Linked DNA regions of Cricetulus griseus: region 1 is linked to region 2. Evidence: chromatin contacts called from public Micro-C data. All regions are on one chromosome and are shown on one strand. The core of a region is the stretch at or near the end of the contact, and the rest is flanking DNA. Distances in the headings are between cores, read along the strand shown. Region 1 holds the start of Nenf (neudesin). Region 2 overlaps Dtl (denticleless protein homolog).

Region 1 (6,359 bases), core at 628-3,127, 180 kb after region 2:
TAATGGGACTTAAGTGGCATGGGATAGGCCCTCTCCAAATGGACCTGTGTCCCTATGAAAAGATGGAAGTTGCCTTCTTACTTTCCCATTGCTGTGATACAACACCACGAGCAAGGCAGCTTATAAATGGAAGCATTTAATTTGCTTTCAGTTTCAGAGGTTAGAGTCCATGAGTGTGGAGTAAGGCCCACATCTTGTTTGATCTGCAACCATGAGGCAGAGAGAAAACTCTGAGAATTCCATAAATCCTTTGAAACCTCAAAGCCACCCCCAGTGACACATCTCTCCTCCAACAAAGTCACACATCTTAACCCTTTCCAAACAGTTCCAACAACTAGGGACAAAGCATTCAAATATATGAGCCTATGGGAGGCGTTCTAGTTCAAACCACCACAGACAGTGATATGAAGACCAGACAGGAGGATACCATGTGACGACAGAAGCAGCCTGAAGTGACATAGCCCAGCAAGCCAAAGTGGGTCCAGTTACTCACATGATGGCTGCAGGTCTCCATGCCATCCCTGGGCCATGTGTGCCTGGGGACAGCTATGGACCCAGTCCAATACAAAATCACCAACTTAGTTAAAATATTTGATTGGTTTTTTTTTTTTGTAATTTGATTGGACAGTTCTCAAACATGAGCTTTGTAGATGACAACATTATGTCACAATGGCAAAAAATTGGATGCATCTACAAATCATCCAGTTTGTGGTCCTTCAGTGCAGTGGCCATAGGAAGCAGACCCCACTCCCAAACGCACATGAACCTGTCACTGCCTGCTGTCCGAGCCCTCGGCTTGTATGCCACTTCTCCACTCAAACTCCACCCAGAGACACCAGAGGGCCAATAGCAAAAACTGGAACCGGGCACCCAGATGCCCAAGTCTTGGTTCTGTTCTGACCACTCCTGTGGTCTTGGTAGTTACTTTAACCTGCCTGGACCTCAGTTACCTGATGGGTAATCTGACACTATTACTACCTGTTTGTGACGGTTAAATTTGTCTGCCAACTTGACCATGGAATAAGGAACCCTAAGGCATTGCTGAGATATTGGTAAGGAATTGTATCCTGGGGATGAGGGGATAAATGATTTATCAGGAAGTATTTAGAGCAGCATTTCCATTGAATTCAGTCCAGAGGATGTGCTGTCTGAGATTGGCAGGTCCAGGAAAGGGAAAGGGCCAGTTGCTCAGAGAGGTCAGAAAGGGTATCAGAGCCCTGGGACTGGAGTTACTGACGGTTGTGAGCTGCCATGTAAGTGCTGGGAATTGAGCCCAGGTCTTCTAGAATAACAGCAAGTGTTCTTAACCACTGAGCCATCTCTCCAGCCTCAGTTTCTATTTTCTCTACAGATAACTATTGCTTCCAAGTGTTTTTTAAAAAAATGAGTCTGGGTTTGAGTAGCAGAGAGCACTTGAGGTACCTGGAGAATCTGGGTTCAGGTAGATGCTAGTGTGCCTGGTGGATATGTTAATCAGTTATAAAATGATCCTTAGTGTCTCTGGGAAGTTGGCAGCTAGGTGTGGTCATCAGAAATCCCAGGAAGGATCGTTTGATTTCAAGAGGGTCCTGGCACATAGGCCTGCAGAAGAAGGGGCTGGAGCAGCCAGACAGAGTGCTGTAGGGCCGATGTTGTCAAGTTATGTTTGGCCTGAAGAGCCTCTTCAAGGCCACAATTGTGTTTGTTGCAGCACAGTCCTATAAAACAGCCAGGGTAGGAGGCTTCCTGCAAGAGTAGCCTTGCTGCAGACACAAACTAGAGTGAAAACCTGGAAGGAAGAAGGAAGGGAGGGAGGGAGGGAGGGGGAGGAGAGAGGGAGGGAGGAGGGAGGGAGGAAGGAAGGAAGGAAGGAAGGAAGGAAGGAAGGAAGGAAGGAAGTTAGCTGGGCTTGGTGCCACTTGCCTGTAATTCCAGTTTTCTGAAGGCTGAGGCAGGAGGATCACCGCCAGTTCAAGAACATTATAGGCTACATAGTAGTACTAAGTCTCAGAGAAAGGAGGCGAGAGAGAAGCCGGTTAATAAGCTGGGCCGTGTCCTACAGAGCTCCTCCCATGGTGCCGACGGTGCTCCGCCCCGCCCCGCCGTCCTCCCGCCCGCTCCTCGCGGTCTATGGCGTGCCCGGCGCCCGGGTGGCGGCTGCGGCCGCTGGCGGCGCTCGCCCTGGTGCTGGCTCTGACCCTGGTGCCCTCGGCCCGCGCTGGGCACACGCCGCGCCCCGTGGAGCGCGGGCCCCCGGTGCGGCTCTTCACGGAGGAGGAGCTGGCCCGCTACAGCGGCGAGGAGGTAGGCGGCCCGGCCTGGGCCGGCTGCTGTCCCCGGGCCCCAGCCCGTGGCAGGGGCCCCACGCGAGGCCCTTGGTGGAGGCCGAGCGTTGCCCTCACGCCACACCCCACACTTCCCTCGCTCCGCCTTGTCGCCGTGGCTTTGAGCACAGACCTCAGACCTTTCTAGGGCCACAGGGCCTGCGTTTGTGGAGAGGCCAGCCAGCGCGCGCTCCCTGGGACAGGGGTGCTGGGGCGAGCCAGCATGATCCCGGCCTTCCCAGCCCTCTCTTCCTGCCCCGGCTGTCCCAGGCTTTCTGAAACCTATCCATCTAACCCCATTTAGTGTCTGGGTCCGCGGGGGATGAATACAGAGGGGGAAGCAACGCCTACACACACACACACACCCATGGCATTGCAGTGCTTTCTAGGAATGAATCCCCTGCCTCTACCCATGGGGAAACTGAAGTGCGCGGTGGTTCAGGAGGGAGGGACTGGTGTTGCTTTGCTGAATCTCTCTGGCCTCTCCTGTGTGTTAGCCGGCCTTCCATAGACCAGATATACAAGGGTCACTCCAAAGCATATCCTTATGAGTGACTGCTTAGGCCAGCGGTTCTCAACCCGTGCGTCACGACCCCTTTGGATCAAACGATTCTTTCACAGGGATCCCCTAAGACCATCTGAAAACACAGATAGTTGCATTATGATTCATAACAGTAGCCACGTGACAGTCATGATGATTTTATGGTTGGGGATTAAAGCTCACAGCGTTGGGAAGGTTGAGAGCCACTCGTTTAGACACATGGGTCCGCGAGGACACACGGACATGATGTGTGTGTGTGTCCGGGGGTGTGACTGGTGCTAAGGGAGAGCCGGAGGGAGCTCTTGGTGCAGATGTGTGCAGAAAACAGCTTAGCAACCTACTGAGGCGTTCCATTCCTCCCTAACGGATGGGGGTGTCTGGCTGCCTGCACTGGGTGTGCAGTATGGTTTCTGTGGATCGCTCTGCATGGGAGCATCCAGAATAGCTGGGGAAGAACCCACGGTTTCTAGTGGGTGACTGGCTCCTCATCACTTGCTGCTGCGGGAAAGAGCGAATTCAAGGGGAAGAGATGGTGCAAAGAACCTGGGAGTATGGCCCTCTGCAGAGTTCTTTGCATTCATCTGTATCTTGGCCCCACCCCCAGCACACACTCCAAGGAAAGGCAGACCCAGAGACTGCAGGCCAAGGGCTGAGAAAGACCCTAGTTTTTATATTAATCATATTGGGGATTGAAACTTAGGGTAGAGAGGCATAACTTGGGGCAGAATCCTAAGAGTACCCTGGGAAGAATAGTAGGGCTGAGCGTGCCGGAAACAGCTCTGGTCTAAGTTTTGGATCCTGAGAAATTACCAGTAGCCCCCACCACAGCATAATAATAATGCGATGTATTATTTGGTCACTCAAAACCTGAAACCTTTGGATGGTACCTGGCTTGCATTCCTGCTGTGCTTTGTGATTTGAGCCAAGTTACTAAGTCTCACAGCTGCCATAATTTCAACTTACTGTGTTGGCACCAGAGAGAGGGGGAGATGTTATTACAACAGTTTGTAGATGGTGGGGCTGGCTAACTCGCCAGGCTGGACCAGGAAGGAGGCTGGAATTCTCCAGCAGGTGGTTCTGCCTCCCCTCTCTTTCCTTCCTTCCTTCCCTCCCTCCCTCCCGCCCTCGGAGGGGTTGTTGAGACATAGTGTTGTCTCACTATGTAATTCTAGCTATCCTGGACTCACTATGTAGACCGGGTGCCCGGAGAACTCCTAGAGATCTTAAGGCAGGTACCACTATGCCCGCCCAGGTGGGGTTCCTTTTTCTTCAGGGACCCTCATGGCCTTTTGGTGGGTTGGGGCTGGCCACATCCATGCAGATTATCTGTGGTGACTTTATGTAAAGTCACCTGCCTGCAGATGGCGTCTCTGCATCACCTGGCTGAGTACTGATAAACTTTGGTTGGTAGCACTTCTGGGTGGCTGTGTAAAACTCATCACACGGTTACAGTGAGCTCCTCCCCGTCACAGGCATTTTGTGATGATGAAAGAGCTGGGGACACACAAAGTGCTTGGCACAGCGACCCTTGAGCAGTGTCAGCTGCTGCCAGCCTTATTAGATTGTATGAAAGTTAACGAGAATGTTGAAGGAAAATCTTAGACCTGGACACTTCTGTTTTCTTTGCCTTTCCACTATTTTCTCCTATCCCTTTTAGTCCGTTGACAAATCCCTGTTCTGTGACCCACAGATACGTCATGGGTGCTGCCTGAGGTTAGAAGAACATGGCCTCACCCCAGGAGGGCAGAGTTTTCTCTGAAAAAACCCACCCATAGCAGGTTCCCTCTTTTCCACAGAGGGGTGCTGAGGAGCTGGTCTGGCTCAGCCCTGGCCTGGGCCCAGAGGGTGGTGAGGCACAAGAGCTCAGGCCAATGGCTAAGCCCGCCTGCCAGCTGTGCCCAGACTCTACTTCCTTGCTCTCTGCCCAGCACTTCCATGGCCCCTGCACTGGAGCTATGAGGCCTTGCCATTGACCTCAGTTTGGCCAGAGACAGGCAGAAAGACCAGATGGTGAGGTCACTGTATGACCCAGGTGAAGAACAGGGAAGGGAAAGCTTGTCCCTCCTGCCATGCATATGCTCTCCTGGAGCACCAACTGTGAGCCCCTACTCTCCCCTACATCCCGGCAAGTTCTCTCTGGGCTAAGGATGCCCTCTGGTGGTCATGAGAGAGGGCGGGAGGAACCTTGTGTTCCAAAGCTCCACTTGTGGTCCGTCCTGCCTTCCCCTCTGAGTCACTCTATCATTTAACCTCCTTGGGTCCAAACAGCCTTACTCAGCAGGGCCTCAGGAGAACTGAGTTCAAGGCTAGCCTAGGTTACATAGCAGGCAGTTTCTCAACACACACACACACACACACACACACACACACACCTCTGCACATATGCACAACTAACGGCCTCACCCGTAGGGAAAGTGTTCAAGCATCTTCTAGACTCCTTCCAGTTTTAACTTCAAAGTTTCTGTGAACAATGTGGAATTGCATTTTGAGACAAGGTCTCACTGTTTAGCCCTGTGCCTTACAGTTTCTGTTGCTGTGATGCAGCATCATGACCATGACCAAAGGCAACTTGGGAGGAAAGGGTTTATTTCATGTTACACTTTTGGGTCATATTCCATTCACTGAAGGTGGTCATGGCAGAAACTCAAGTAGAGCGGGAACCTGGGGCCAGGGACTGAAGCAGAAGCCACTGGGAGGTGGGGTGCTGCCCAATGGCTCACTCCTCACGCTTGTGCCTGCTTTCTTATTGCACCCAGCACCACCAGCCCAGGGGTGGCACTGCCCACAGTGAGCTGGTCCTTCCCACATCAACCAAGAAAATGAACCACAAACTAGCCTATAGGCCAGTCTTACATGGATATTTTTCATTTGCGGTTTCCTCTTCCAAAATGTCTTTAGCTTATGTCAAGTTGACAAAACAGCCAGCCTACTCTGGCTGGCCAGAAACTCACTCTGTAGACCAGGCTGGCCTCAAACTCAGAGATCTGCCTGCCTTTGCCTCTGCCTCTGCCTCTTGAATGCTGGGATTAAAGGTGAGAGCTACCCTCATCTAGCCGGATTACACTTAAGATACTTTCCATTAGGAAAATATCAGTTTTTCTTCTTGGTTATCTGATTCTTCTTGAGTTTACAATTCTTAAAACTTAAATTGGGCTCTTCCATTTTGTTCTCATCTCTCTTGAGTGGCAGCAGCCAGAATGGTGTTCAATCCCTTTGTGACTTTGGAAGAGGCATTCCAATGTCCCTTTCCACGTGGGGAGGAAGGTCATGTCTCCCCTCTTTCTAGAGAGCTGAGTATAATGTCCATCAATGCCCTTTGAAAGGATGGCAAAGGTCATGTTGTACGAGGAACCCTCAGAGGTCAGCGGATTGTCAAAGTGGTCCAGGTTTACGGGAAGGAGGTTGTCACTGAACAAGTGCAGTGGGGAGTGGGGGCTTAACAGTGCAGCTGTTCTCATGGGCATTCACCCAAGAAGGTGGCTGTCACCCAGGCCAAAGTTAGCAGAGTCTCTGGA
Region 2 (6,484 bases), core at 3,047-5,546:
GAGACAGAGTTTCTCTGTGGCTTTGGAGGCTGTCCTGGAACTCACTCTTGTAGACCAGGCTGGTCTCGAACTCACAGAGATCCGCCTGCCTCTGCCTCCCGAGTACTGGTGGACTCTTTCTTATACCCAGAATTTAAATAGTTTTGAAATTTTGTTAAAAATATTCTTTTGTTGTTCTCTTGACAAGGTCAGGCTAACCTCAAACGCACACTCTTCCCGAGTGTTGGGATTACAGGCATGTGCCACAGCACAGTTCATGATGACTTCTGTCACGCATGAACTTCATTTTCTACTTCCCCGCTGTGCCTCACGGTTTCTGCACCAGCCTTCTGGAGGCAGAGAAAACAAGCCAGGTGTCCTCCTGCTGCTGTGCCTTAGTCTCACCATGCTGTCTGCCTGGAGCAGTCTTCCACACACCCACACGACTCCACAATGACGCCCCTCCCCAAGTCAGTAAGACCTCTCTATCACAGAGACGCTTGACAGCACCAATGACTCCCCTCCCTAAGTCAGTGAGACCTCTCTATCACAGAGACGCTTGACAGCACATTTCCATTCTTCTCTCCTGTTAGTTGATGGAATTTACTTCTTTACTTTCTGCCACTCACGAGTAACATGTTTATATCTGAGACCTGAGTCTTCTGTCCATTGCTAAACAAAACTAGGAGTACACAACACATGGCAGTCCATGAACATTTGCTATGTCCATTACTCTTTTTTGAGCCCCTTAATAGATGACAAAGAAGTGGTCAGTTACAAAGGACAGTTCTCCTTTAAGAAATGCCAAGATGGTGCTTCTCTTTAAAAATACTACAAAACAAGGGCAAATCTAGCCTCCCATAGGACTCAAGCCACCAAGGAAACCATGGAAACACATGCTGTCCTTACCTAGGCCAGCTTTCGCCTCTTTTTTCTTCTGAGAGGTCCAACCCACTATGGAATGTTTATCATTTCCTGGCTTCTCCTCTAGACCTCTATTCAAGCGCCAGATTTTTAGTGTGTTATCATCAGAGCAGGTAGCAATCTAAGAACCAGGGAAAGAATGGTAAATTTCAAAGATTTACAACAAAATCACAAGTAGTTGTGTCCTAAGGACTCATGAACCTCGACTTACTTTGACTACTATAACACAACACAGATGATATCTGAAAGATCATCTACCTCCATCTTTTGTGTTAGAGAATCATTTTAGCTTTACAATGACTCAAATGTCAGTTTCTTTTTTAAATTATATTTTCTACTAAGGAACTTATTACCAGTAATTCATTTTTAAAAAGATTTAACTTTACTTACTTCATGTGTTTTGATTACACACATGTGTGTGCCAGCAGAGAACAGAGAAGAGCATCATATCATATGGAAATGAAGATGGTTGTGTGTGCCTGAAACTGAGTCTGGGTCCTCTGCAACAGCAGCAAAGGGCTCTCTCCAGAACACTTACAATTCCCACCTAACCTATAGCTTTACAATTACAGGCTCATTTCCTTTTGGTCTATGAAGCTAGGCAACTTACGTCTTTTATATAACTATATGTAATTAAGATTCCTTTTTATTCTCTTTTTGTGAAATGATCAATTAGTACTTCAATTTCTTCTAAATTCTGCATGCTTTATCTTATTGCTAAAACAATGAACACATTTCCCAGACCAGACTTAGCTTGTAACTCCAGCAGTACAATGAACCCATTCCTGTGAAATGCTTTTTCAGATAGGTAAAGGAGCAATCCAGGAAAACAAAAAGTTCACTAGGCTGAAAGAAGTTAAAAATAACCTTTGCCCCTTTAAAAATATCCAACCATTCCTGATCTTGGTCCCAAGCCTTTTATGGCAGAGAAAGCCCAGCCTGAAGAGCTAGAGGCCAATGGCCACTGATGCCAGAGCTGTTCCCCAGCATTTGTTTATATAATTTCTCTATTTCAGTCACTAAACAGAAAGGAAAAAAGAACACATGTTCTTTTAAGTCGTGGCCCCCAGGAGACTGGCAACATTTTCCTTCCCTTACTGGGAGGCCAAAAGAAGACACACATATTTCACTTCTCAACGAAAAATGTTGGAACCAAACAAGTGCTATAGTGACAATAATTGTATTTATAGGCATGTATCATACATATGATCCTTCATGCCCCTAACCTCCACATGGGGTTTCTCTATGTAACAGTCGATGTCTTGGAATTCATGTAGACCAGGCTGGCCTTGAACTCACACGGATCCACCTGCCTCTGCCTCTGCCTCTGGAGTGCTGAGATTAAAGGCGTGTGCCCCCACCACCACCTGGCTTCCTCTAATTCTCTATCTCCCTTGAAGGCTGGCACCATGGTGTGCATCTGTAACCCTCTGTAACCCTAGCACGGGGAGACTAGGGCAGGGCAGGAAGACAGATTGTGGCAAATAGTCAGATGTTACTGTTAATGTACATCGGTAATATGTAAAAAGCACAAAAACTAGCTTCCAACTTACTTTTTCATTTTTCTCTATTGAATTTCCATTTTGTTAGATAATTTCCTTGACTCTTCACACTTTCATTTAGTGCTCTGAGCTTCGGAGGGTTTTATGTGAGTGGGGTAACATGGGTACACAGAAGCCAGAGGAAGACTTGGGTCTCTTCTATAAGTCTCCTCCTGATTTCCTGAGCCAGGGACTCCAACCAGACCAGAAGCTCACACCCACTGCAGCTGGGCAGTCTGGCTGGTCATCAGGCTCCTGGCGTGCCCCTCTCTAACTTCAGAGACACGGTTATAGATATGTGTAGCTACCCTAGCTTAAATTGGTGCTCGACATTTGAATTTAGGTCCTCATGATTGTATAGCAAGTACTCTTACCCACAGAGCCTTCTCCCCAGACACCTGTTATGTTTTCATCCTAGATTTAGTTCTTGCATGTGTGTGCGGGCACACCTGAGCCTGTGAGAGCAGGCACACATGAAGGACGGGTGTACTGGTTCCCCTGGAGCTGGAGTTATGTATGGGCAGCCATGAGCCACCTCAAGTTGATGTGGGTGCTAGCAACCAAACACACATCCTCTTTAAGCTAGCCACCTCTCTAGACCTTCACTTCAGATTTTAAGTTGAATCTTCAGTTCAAAATTTCATTCTAGTTAGTGAACTATAAATCCAGCTTTACTCCTTTGTATATAATAATTGGGGGGAAGGGATGTGTGTGTGTGTGTGTGTGTGTGTGTGTGTGTGTGTGTGTGTGTGTGTGTGTGTGTGTAATACACATCCTGGATTCTTCTAAATGTCTAAATATAAAACTCTGTTATTTCCAAATAAACCTTGGGAAAATGTACAAATCTAGAATCCACTTTTTAAAACCAGTTATGGAGACCGTCCACAAACCTTGGTGAAGTCCGATGGACACCAGCACACAGATGTGACCTCTTGAGAATGACCCAGGAGCACAGTAGGAGGGTGCCAGGGCATAGAAACCTAGCCAAACCAGAGAGAAGAAATAGCACAACAGTGTTAGTCCCCACAGAGGTCTGGAGTCTCCTTACCAATGTCTCAGGTCTTTAGGGTTGTCAACAAAGGTAGAGCTGTCTAATTCAACAGTCACAGTCAAGACTATGAGCCCGAACACAAGACACAGCTCCTACTCCAACTGAAGTGCCATGCTGGCACTGTCCCTCAGTCACTGAGCTTTCTGGGCTCTCTTCTTCCAGTACTGTTTTTACACTATGGACACGTCCAGATCTTCTATAATCAGCCACTTCAAGAATATTAAATTAACTGAACCCTGAAGGTAGCTGAAAAGGGCCACCAGGTCTTTTAGAATAAGGACAGCGCCCCACCCCCACCCCCAGCAAAACACACTGACTACGACTAAAATCCAAAGTATCATCCTTTCATTTTGAATTTGATAACCTTCAATGTGAATACAGACATAGCTATAATTTATACTTTTTCATTCAAACTTTTCGGTTACTTTGAAGGACAACTTAAAATTTCAAGTAATCTCACCACATTTTAATAGATCTTTAATGTACTGAGGTCAGACTGTGAAACCCTGTGCACATCACTAGGAATTCTATTTTTCCATCATTAGATGTCTCCAGTGATAGGCACTTGATAGCACTGTACAGACAGTTCATTACAGAGCTATCAACACCTCTACAGCACACAGGAACGCCAGTGCAATAAGGAGTGCAAGCTCACACTGCTATTCTTAGTACATGTATTTGAAGAGCAAGGAGCTTGGAGAACACATTCCCTATTTTCTCAAGACTCTGAATCATGGATCATTTGTATGAAGTGAAAGCAACTTTAGAAAGAATATTTCTGACACTGACTAAGCCAGCTGAACAGATTCCCCAAATTACAGCTGAGACTCAACACTGACTCATGGGGTTATCTAGCTCGATCATTGCTACTCTTATCTCTGCTACCTGGCAAGTGTGCAATGATTAAAATGACAAAAACAAAGGGCAGAGTTTAGTTTGCCCTGAAAGTTTGATGTATTAACAGGTAAGGCAGCCTCCAATCTACATACATGATATTGCCTAGTTCTACAATGCCACAGACTGCAAGTCATTCTTTCAAAGACAACTACACTTTAGAAAGGGCTTTAAAAGATAGTTTCTTACTGTGCCACATTCCTGTTTGTGATGACCCTAGTCCATTAAGTTTCTCTTTACTCAAGACTCAAACAGGGGGCTGGAGAGATGGCTCAGAGGTTAAGAGCACCGACTGCTCTTCCAGAGGTCCTGAGTTCAATTCCCAGCAACCACATGGTGGCTCACAACCATCTGTTATGAGATCTGGTGCCCTCTTCTGGTGTGCAGATATACATGGAAGCAGAATGTTGTATACATAATAAAATCTTAATAATAAAAAAAAAGACTCAAACAGATTAAAGGGAGAGGAAATCCTCACATCCCTGTGAACATCTCTGGTAAACATTACTTCTTCCTGCCATCCTCGACCCCATCCATTCTCAGTTTCCATATCACAGTATCTAGGACAACCTAACTGAATATAGAAAATATTAAAGTCTTAGGAAAAACCAAGTATCTGCTAACAGAAACACACCCAGTTCTGCACTTTTCTATAGGGCTGCAAAGAAAAAGACCCCTGTAAAACTTTTAGATGGTAAAGAAGCAATATTAAGCCATACAGTCAGCATTTATTCACTGAATTCATAAATCAGGCACTTTACATAAAGATACCTCAAAAGAAAAAAAAAAAAAAAAAAAAAAAGACATGCAATTAAGCATCATATGATCTACCAACTCTATTCTCCGGTATATACCTCCTCAGAGAGTAGAAAATATGCTCAAGCAAAAACACACAAATTGGTGACAGCAGACTTTTAATAATAGAGTAAAAAATTCTGAACATCTAAAATGACCATCAACTGATAAGCAGATAAAATATGGTTTGCCTATAAAATAGAACATTCTTAAGCATTTGGAATGATGAAGTACTGTGTAACAAGCCGAAACCTGGATAATATACTAAGGTCAGACACAAAATGTCATATATTATGTGATACTATTTACATGAAATGTCTCAGAGAGGAAGAATATACAATGTGGCAATTGTTAGGGGAATGCAATGAACAGACTGTTTCAGGATAATGAGGGTTCCCCTCCTGGTGTGACATTCAAGAATTAGATAGTGGAAAAGATGGCACAACAGTGATCATACTGAATTGTATACTTTAAACTATTTGGTGATGTTGAGGAATCAAGTGCAGGGTGTCCCTCATGCTAAGCAAGCCCTCTAACCACGGCACCACACTCTTAACTCTTAAATACAGCTTTCTATTTTCTTGTAAACACAGGCTTGCCCTGCCCAGGCTCACCTCAAACCCGAAATCCTCTTGTGTCTAATTCCTAGGTGCTGTAATTACAGGTACGAACAACTATACCCGACCCCTAGATTCTATTTTAATAAAAAGGAGAAGGGACAGAGCCAACTTTTGGTGACAAGAGCTTTAACAGCTCAGGACTATCTTAGGTAGACTACTTACTTTTTGACTACTTTAAATAAGACAAATTTTTTCCTCATAAAACCCAGATGGTTTTGAATTCATTTTCATTCCATTTCAATTTATTATAAAAAATTACCATAATTACTTAATTCTTAAAAAGCTTTCATTGAGTAGGAAGGAAACTTTTTAAAATTAAAAAAAAAAAAAACCTAAACAGAAAACTGTCCTCTTTCACATATTCTACTTTTTGTAGAATGTTTAAAACACGGGAATCCAAAAGTTAAAATTATGAGGCACCTGGTGAATGAAGTAAACGGCTCTAGCCTTTAGACCTCACAAAGCACTTTGAGTACTTCAGCACACAGAACCCACCAGCACTTTTCTCACAAGATCTCCCACTCTGCCCAATTGGAAACCAGATCTAATCTTTATTTTTGCCATGAGATCATTAACACTTCCTAAAGTGTCAGGCTAGGGGTTCCGCCAGTCAGCGGCAGAATGGTCGTGCCAAATCAGTTTATTTATAGACACTTCAATACTATTCAGTGGCTGTATCA

The links. A called contact is a pair of places that touch in the nucleus more often than the background predicts.
Region 1: a contact with region 2 is called in a Micro-C map of the CHO-K1 cell line, with 3 times the contacts expected there. The contact joins the promoter of Nenf here to the enhancer-like site in region 2. A contact is called at or near these places in 4 of 8 Hi-C or Micro-C datasets (the CHL-YN cell line, the CHO-K1 cell line and fibroblasts).

Annotation. Positions count from the first base shown.
Region 1 is chr5:3,718,834-3,725,192 of CriGri-PICRH-1.0, forward strand. It overlaps Nenf (neudesin), which reads left to right and starts at 1,878. Exons shown (of 4, transcript XM_027418685.2): 1 at 1,878-2,283. The coding sequence starts at 2,110.
Region 2 is chr5:3,531,960-3,538,443 of CriGri-PICRH-1.0, forward strand. Dtl (denticleless protein homolog) reads right to left here. Exons shown (of 15, transcript XM_027416523.2): 12 at 3,335-3,424; 13 at 889-1,024. Among named protein-coding and RNA genes, the nearest start is that of Dtl, 23 kb to the right of the region's middle. Within about 2 kb of position 4,297, at least 1 of the 6 cell types and tissues checked has open chromatin away from gene starts, as enhancers often do. A contact at or near this core is called in the CHO-K1 cell line, where this site is marked.